3 separate regions of the Zea mays genome follow, and all the other regions are linked to region 2. The links are chromatin contacts, called in public Hi-C maps. All regions are on one chromosome and are shown on one strand. Each heading gives the region's core, a stretch centred on a gene start, on an enhancer-like site or on the middle of the called end of the contact. The rest is flanking DNA. Distances are from core to core; before and after follow the strand shown.

Region 1 (2,700 bases), core at 97-2,596, 470 kb after region 2:
TCGCAATTTGACTCTGTTCTCTGATCAAGTTGATAAAGCATCTAACCATGCTTTCCTCATAAAAAAACAAACAAACATGACCACAGCTAAGAGCCGCCTGTAGGGCATCCCACCGGAATCCAAGAAAACACTGTGTGCTGCCTGAGGCTTAACAAGCCACCGACAGGGTGACCACTTTAGACTAAAAATGGGACACAACAAGTGATCCCTGTATCACAGTATCAGCTGCTCAAACAGGTAGGATGGGCATTTGATTTGAGGCAGACGTCAGTGATGCCCAAATGAATTAATTGTTGAGAAAGGCAGCGAGCCACAGAGAAAAAAAAAGGATAAATCCAGCATCTAAGAGCATCTCCAACAGCATATTCTATAAAAATGCCCTACAATTTAAAAATTAGTATATTTTATATGATTTAGGACACCAACAAAATATTCTGCTCCAACTAGTAAAATCTTAATTCTAGATTATAAGGCAGCCCACTAGGGTGTAGTATAATTGAGGCACTTGAGAGAGTGTTCTATATATTTTTGACAAAATTTTACAAAATGAGACACTTTTGGGGTAGTTTTTCCTGTTTAGAGTCATATATTTCAATTTAAGACACTAGTTTGAGACATTGTTGGAGATGCTCTAAATGGCTGGCTTATGAAGAATGAATGAAGGCACAGATGCCAAGAACAAAACTAAAATCACTCAAGCATCTAGTTGAAGAACATGAGAATTGAGAGATAATAACAGATCAACAGCACAAACACAGCCCAGACTCTTTTCTCGAAGCGTTCTGAACCAAACGAAGCTGACGACGGCCCAGTTCCAAGGTGCAAGATCTTGGGTTGTAAGGGCCAGCACTGCACAGACGATTTTAGTCTCAGACATAACTTCACCCACTGCGAGGTCTAAGTGCACACAGATTACAGTCACCGGCCGCCAATGCCGATTCAGCGGCCAGGACGGATCTCGGAGCACGGATACACAGTGAGGAGCCACCAGGTGAAGAAATTGAGGAAGAAGAGATATCTCAAGGACGGTGAATAACCCACCTGCGCAGCAGAAGTACAATGCCGGCGCCGTCGACGGTACCGCCCGGCTGAACTGAAGGGGGTACGCGCGAAGCGAGGGAGGGGGTGGGGGCAGGGAGACAAGTCCGCTTCTTGTCCTCCCGCTTGCCCCGCCGCCGCAGCGTCGCCTTGGGAGCTTAGAGATGGGCGGGAACTGAGATCGGGGAGCAAAAGGCGCCGGCTTTGTGAACACGACGGCGACGAGTTCGCAGTTCCACTGCTTTGTATAGATTTCCTCCCTGTTGCTCACTGCAACGAAACGTGTCATTGGGCCGGCCCTTTTGTCACTTCCCTATAAGAGAAGGGCGGAAAAAATAATGTAGGGTGTAATCAAATTGAATAATAATTTTTTATTTGGATCGGATAGGACTAATTGGCTATTATTAAGTTGTGTTGGATAAAATTTAAATGAATATTGATATATTAATATTTATTTTTAAGTATGTAGGTACGGATGGATAATTAATAAATAGACTTAAATACAGATCGAATCTCAACTCTTTTAGACGATTGAATTCCAATACAAATAAATATTGAATTCCAATACAAATAAATATTATCTGTACTATTTACATCCCTAAAAGTTCGCTGGGCTCGAAGCTATCGTCGTCGAGACAAACGTTCACAAGATATAAGAAAATTAATTATATTTAAATAAACTACAATGATATAGAAATAGTAACAATGTACAAATAACTAGCTAACTAGAAGTTTAAAAGCGAGTGGTCAAAAAGTGAGTAGAAACTCAAACAAACAAATTGTGCACCAATAGACTAGCCGAAACCACTTCTATTATATCACTCATTTCATCTCTTAGAGCAACTTCAATAGTTCTCTAAAAGACTTTCTAAATCAATAATTTAGGTAGTTAACATGAAAACTATTCTCCAACAGTTCTCTAAATGAACTTTCTAAATTTAACAACTTGTCATCTAACCTCATTTTCTCTCTACATTTAGCAACCATTTAACAACTCCCTAAACAAAAATGTTGACTGCATTATATAGTTTTTGTGACTTATTTTTTATGTGGATAAATACAAAACAAAATTACAACCTATATTTAGAGAACTATTGGAGATCTTACATTTTTTTACTTCAAAAGCTATTTAGCAACTTCTTAAATCTATGATTTAGAGAACTAAAATTTACATAACTATTGGAGCTGCTCTTAGGTCTCTTAGAACTTTTTCGGTTATTTCTATTACATATAGATTTGATGAAATTAAAAAAACATGAGATTTTGACTTATTTAGGATTTAAACTTACCCAATCCTACATAATCTATATGGATTGAGAGCATTCTCTCATGTGGATTGAGTGGGTTTCAATCCCGAATGTCATAATGTTTCATAATTTTTTTTAATCTTATCTAATCATATGGGTTAGAATAACGTAACAAAGTTTTATTCGGATTCGAGAAGGAATGAATTCACATAAAAATATGTAACATGTGTAAGTTTGTTCCTGTCTCTTTTAATTTTGGTCAACGAACAGAATATGTAATTATGAATATATAATTATGTAGCCGAAAAGAAGTGAAGAAAAACAATCAGTCCGACCACATGTAGTTCTAGACGGAACCGAGCTCTCTGCTACCTACTGCCCTGCCTTGCCGCTACCTCGCAACGCAATCGGAGCA
Region 2 (2,700 bases), core at 46-2,545:
TCCAGCAGTGCTCAGCTCTGTCCACGGCGATCCGCGGAACAGCGACGACAGCGAGGGATTGGGTTCGCCCGGGTTACGCACGACCTTCACACGCGCCCCACGAGTAGGGGTGGTAATGGATCGTGATCCAAATGGTTCTTCACAAAATGTTAAGGCCCTAAATAAATTATAGTTCAAAAATGACTAGAAATAGAGTCCGATCCTAACCCGATTTGATCCTTAAATCTTATAGTGCAAAATTTGTAGCCCATTGTCAGCCCTACCCACAAGTGCCCCGGAACGTAGACGAAGCCACCCGGCCGCACGCAACACACCAATTTGGCGCCGAGCACGACAAACAGCAAAGGGCGACGATCCACCCGATCGGTCGCGGCGGAACTCGTCACCCACCTCCTCCCCTCACAAAATTCTCCTCCCCTGGGTATGCGTACAAGGTCAAGGAGAAGAATAGGGTGCAGCACAGCTCGTTTTATGCGCCCAGAGATGGTCAGCCCGACGCCTGGAATGCGTGCAAGTTCTGTTGCAACAGCACGCCGCGAGGAAGGGGGAAACTCTGATGGGTGGGGCCCACGTGGAAGTGGCGCCAGCAGCGTGCAGCGTGAAGCGGTGAGGCTGCACGCGGGACCCACGGGTCAGTGGTAGTGGCTCACAGCAAGCAGCGTTCTTTCCTGGGCTGCGCGGAGGGGGAGTGCGAAGCTGGGCCGGATTGGAAAGAGTTGGGCCGAGCTAGGTTTTTGTTCTTTTCTTTTATTCTCCTTTTCTTTTCTTTTTTATTTATTTTCTTTTCATTTGAATCTCTAGTTTGAATTTGAATCCTTTTGTGGACTTAACCTTTGATTCAAATATTCAAACTCCAATATGTATGAGAATAATATATATATTTTTATACTTATTTTTATTCACCTAGTAATTTCTCTTCTTCTCTCTTTTCTCACTTCTTGAATTTTCCTTTAGAATTTAAATTCCACTTTGGATTTTTTAACCTATTTCTTTTTATGTTATTTTTATGTTGTCACAAAATGCACACAAAACATAATCCAGCATGATGCCATGGTTTAGTGATATATATATTTTTATTAATTGTTTTTAAAGGTGGTGTTCACATGTGATGACAAATGGATGTGATACACTTATATAAATAAAGGAAAACACTTTTCTCCTTTTAATATGATCTCTTACAAATTAGGTGTTACAGTTACAGGCGAAGGGGAAGGTTCTGACGGCATGGCCCCACATGTCAGTATGTAAGGGGTGAAGGGCTGATCCATGAGCCTATTACATTGTTTATCGGATGAGCGTCAAGGGTATTGGGCCCACCGGCCAATGGCCCATGCGGCGAAAAGAAATAAAGTGTGAAGGAGTCGGGCCGCGCGAGGGAAGAAAGGAAAGGAAAAGGGAGAGATGAGACGGCCAGGTTAACACGGCCCACGAGCATGTTTCATCTTTCCTTTATCTCTTCCATTGTTAATTCCCCTTTTGTTTAATTTTCTATTTTGAATTCCTATTTTCAAATCGGCTTCAATTCGGAGTTAAAATTTTAAATCGAACTAGATGCACATTCAAAAGTCCGGCATGAATGCAAATCCAAATTTTTTTACCCTATCTATGAAACATGCTTTTGAATACACCAATTATACACACACAATGTATATTAAGAAAGTAATCTCTATTCTATATTATTTAGAAAAAGATACTTTAACTTAAATATTTTAGAAGATATTTATGAATATATTATTCAATAACTTAACTTATATAAGGATCTTCTATATAATCTCTTATTTGAAAACATATTTATTTTAGAGGATGAAATTTTAAATGTAAGAAAATCTTTATTAAAAAGATAATTTAAAGTTTAAATCTCTAATGAATTTTTCCTAAATCCCAAAAACTAGGATTTTGGGTGTTACATCTCGCCGCTCGCAGGTAGCCCATCAGCTACAGACTTATTGCACACTACCTCTATTCTTGAATATTTGTCGTCCATTAGTTTATTTTTAAATTAAATGGCAACAAATAAAAAAGAACTGAGAGAGTACTATTTGTAGATATGCTAGTGATGAGTGTATCCGTTTCTCTACCTATACAAAAGGCCTGCTAATTTTTTTTGTTAGAATACAAAATGTTTCAATTTGAATCTTTCAGTGATACAATGTTCTTTGTTTGGGGGGGGGGGGGGGGGGGGGGGGGGGGTGGGATGCACACTTCATACAGGAAACATACAGTGGATGGTTGAATACCGTAAGCAATGGCGTTTTGCGCCTTATCTTATCAGGCTGAGTTTCACATCATTTCACGCAGCGCACTATTGGATTGATATGCAGACTTGACAATGCGCGCGTGCACGCACACATGCACGCGTACACATACACATTACCGGGTTGTTCTCGTTGCTTTTTAGAAGAGTTGATGAGCTTTCTTCACAAGTGAAACCAGTGGCTTATCAGTCTTTGTCACCTGATAATGATTATCGACCTCAAATAATACGAGGCAGTTATCGAGATCTGACAACGTCTTCAAAGACTCCAAGAGTACATCCATGAAATTGTGCTCTGTGAAATCTTTGATGCACATGGGCTTGAGCTGTGCCATTGAAACGACCAGCTTGCAGGTAAGCTTCACTGTCCGCAGGCATTCGACCGTGGTTGTGTTGTTAGCCTGTATTATGTCCTTAAGCTTTCTCACCAGCGGCACCATGTCTTG
Region 3 (2,700 bases), core at 26-2,525, 400 kb after region 2:
CCAATGTGCATGTAAAAAATATGCATGCAGTAAACTGACATACGAACTCCGTGTTCAAGCACAAAATCGTACAATTTTTAGCGTAAATAATAAATGTGTTAGGCATAAAACACAATAATCGAAAAGAAAACACGAATCGGAGGAGGTAGTCGTCGTCAGAGGTCATCGACGACACAAGCACAGATGTAGGTCGTCACTCGGATTGCCCAAACTGCGCCGCAACGGAGGATATCACGCGAAATCATCGTTGAGTGCACCTCGCGCCTTACATGACGCCACTCGAACCTCGCGCCTCGTGCGTCGCCGTCGCTACTCGCACATCGAGTGCCGCCGCCTCGAGGCCCCGGAGACGCCGCCGCTTGCCCGCACAAGGGCCCCGCCGTCGCTCGCCCTCTGGATCGGGGAGCCACCGCCACCGACCTGGGAACCGCCGCCACTACTTCGGATCGAGAAACCGCCACCACTGCGCGTCGAGGTCAGGGAGCCATGGCCATCGCAGCGCACGTTCTCGGGCAACCGCCGTCGTCGCATGCGCTATCGCTAATGAATCAGGATAGGGCGTGAAAAACTGAACCCTAGCACTCCGGGTCTTGTTTTATATACGTCCGAACCTGGTTCGGCTCGACCGGTTTGCACGGTTTGACCTGGGCTTCCTCTAGTTATTAGAAGCTCAGGGCTCTTAACAGTCAAATAAGCACTTGTGTAATTAATATTGATGTGCTGCCAATGCTGTCCTTCAGTCTGGCCTTGTAGCTTAGGATTTGATTTCCATGTCGCGTAGAATTCTACGTACTGAATTCCACCACTGCGTTTAATATAGAATTTTGTGGATACGACGGCAGCCAATCACGCCGCCTACCGTTGCGTTATTGCCTAACTTAATTTGGAGGATCTGGTCTGTGCACGAAGCTTCATATTAGAGGTAATTAATTTTGTCAAAATAATTTCAGCATACTAGTACAGAAAACATATTTGTTGTTGGTATTTTTTATATTTCTACTGGCGCGCGCGCACTTTTATTTATTAACCGCCAAAGAACAAAATTTATAGGTCAGGAAATACTTTACTGTTGCATCCTACACAGGAAATTAACAGTCTGAAATAGGTCGGGAAAGGAAAGAAAGGAACAGCCCAATCTCACTGTCACCCAAAACTGGCGATATGATCGATCCAAGGGTAATTTTGTCATTCCTTCATCCCCGTATAGCCGTATATTTTTCTTCTCCGGCAGCCATAGCCTATAAATATCGCATGCATCCTCCCTAAACTCCTCCACACTACAAACGCATTAAGCTCTTAGCTAGCCCTAGCCACGTACCCACACATCGTAGACAACGCAATTAGCTAGGAATAGCATCCATGGCGTCCGGGGCTGCTGCTTCCTCGGCCCTCTTGCTCCTCGTCGCGGCCTTGGTGGCCACCAGTGCGAGGGCGGCCACATTCACCATCACCAACAACTGCGGCTCGACGGTGTGGCCGGCGGCCACCCCGGTGGGCGGCGGCACGCAGCTTGACCCCGGGCAGACGTGGACCGTGGACGTGCCGGCGGGGACCCAGTCCGGCAGGGTGTGGGGGCGCACGGGGTGCTCCTTCAACGGCGGCAGCGGGAGCTGCCAGACGGGCGACTGCGGCGGCGCACTCTCCTGCACGCTCTCGGGGCAGCCTCCCATGACGCTGGCCGAGTTCACCATCGGCGGCGGCGGCAGCCAGGACTTCTACGACATCTCGGTGATCGACGGCTACAACCTGGCCATGCTCTTCTCGTGCAGCACCGGCGTGACCCTCAACTGCGGCGGGCCCAGCTGCCCAGACGCCTACCTGTTTCCCAGCGACAACACCAAGACCCATGCCTGCAGCGGCAACAGCAACTACCAGGTCACCTTCTGCCCGTGAGATCGCGCGTGCGAGGCAGGCGGCAGTGTGGCCGGACGACGATGCAATATGCAATGCATGCTCCAGCCAACTTCTTTGTTTGCGAATAATAAGTATGTTGTTTGTCCTAGTTTGTTATTAGTGGAGAAATAAAAAAAAGTAGACAATCGAATAAGACGATGATGTTCACCCGTTAGATAATGTAACTTCGATGAGTTTGATCTATATATATGTGCTTGCAAAACATAGAGGACGTGTATGGTCTGAGAACTTTCCGTTTAATGCATGTAGGTCTGTAAAAAAAGTTCAAGCTTGACGAGACGGCTTGGTCTGGCTGCAGGTCAGCATGGCTCAACGCTTAGGACGCGCCAACTGTTCGGTCGCGAGCTAGATCGTGGCTCAATTTAATAATAATTTATTATTATATAAATTTCTAATTAGCATATAGTGTCAATATCAAATAGATGACTATTTGATTCGTTTATGTTGTGTGAGATTACTACACAAAATTAATCTATTTTCTATATTATATTAGTACTGATTTAAAATATGTAACTTAAACATATATATATGGAAATTACTATTTTATTATTTAAAATATGTCAAGTTCGGAGGATCCAAACAACATAGCATGCCAAGTTTGGAGACTAACTAAAACGTGAATATAGTCTCACTAAACAATATTGTCTCCCTAAACAATATTGTATAAGTTTCTATGGGGACTGGTCCCACACTACCGGAACCGGACGCTTTATCGAGTGTCTGAAACACTCGGCAAAGCCTGAAAAACACTCGGCAAAGTATTTGCCGGGTGTGACACTCGGCAAA

What was found. A called contact is a pair of places that touch in the nucleus more often than the background predicts.
Region 1: a Hi-C map of ear shows a contact between it and region 2, with 3 times the contacts expected there. The contact joins the promoter of LOC100191255 here to the enhancer-like site in region 2. A contact is called at or near these places in 3 of 25 Hi-C or Micro-C datasets (ear and leaf) and 1 of 3 datasets of contacts at active chromatin or transcription factors (leaf).
Region 3: a contact with region 2 is called in a Hi-C map of leaf, with 6 times the contacts expected there. The contact joins the promoter of LOC100284970 here to the enhancer-like site in region 2. A contact is called at or near these places in 6 of 25 Hi-C or Micro-C datasets (bundle sheath, ear, endosperm and 2 more).

The regions. Positions count from the first base shown.
Region 1 is chr1:181,852,358-181,855,057 of Zm-B73-REFERENCE-NAM-5.0, reverse strand. It overlaps LOC100191255, which reads right to left and starts at 1,346. Exons shown (of 8, transcript NM_001401257.1): 1 at 1,042-1,346; 2 at 766-849. LOC103645086 reads right to left here. Exons shown (of 1, transcript XM_008668210.3): 1 at 2,506-2,700. The coding sequence ends at 2,658.
Region 2 is chr1:182,326,941-182,329,640 of Zm-B73-REFERENCE-NAM-5.0, reverse strand. It overlaps LOC103640664, which reads right to left. Exons shown (of 4, transcript XM_008664154.4): 4 at 2,227-2,700. The coding sequence ends at 2,395. Among protein-coding and RNA genes, the nearest start is that of LOC103640664, 23 kb to the right of the region's middle. Within about 2 kb of position 1,295, at least 17 of the 20 cell types and tissues checked have an H3K27ac peak or open chromatin away from gene starts, as enhancers often do. A contact at or near this core is called in bundle sheath, ear, leaf and 1 more, where this site is marked.
Region 3 is chr1:181,926,181-181,928,880 of Zm-B73-REFERENCE-NAM-5.0, reverse strand. LOC100284970 reads left to right here and starts at 1,275. Exons shown (of 1, transcript NM_001157865.2): 1 at 1,275-2,115. The coding sequence starts at 1,360. The coding sequence ends at 1,893.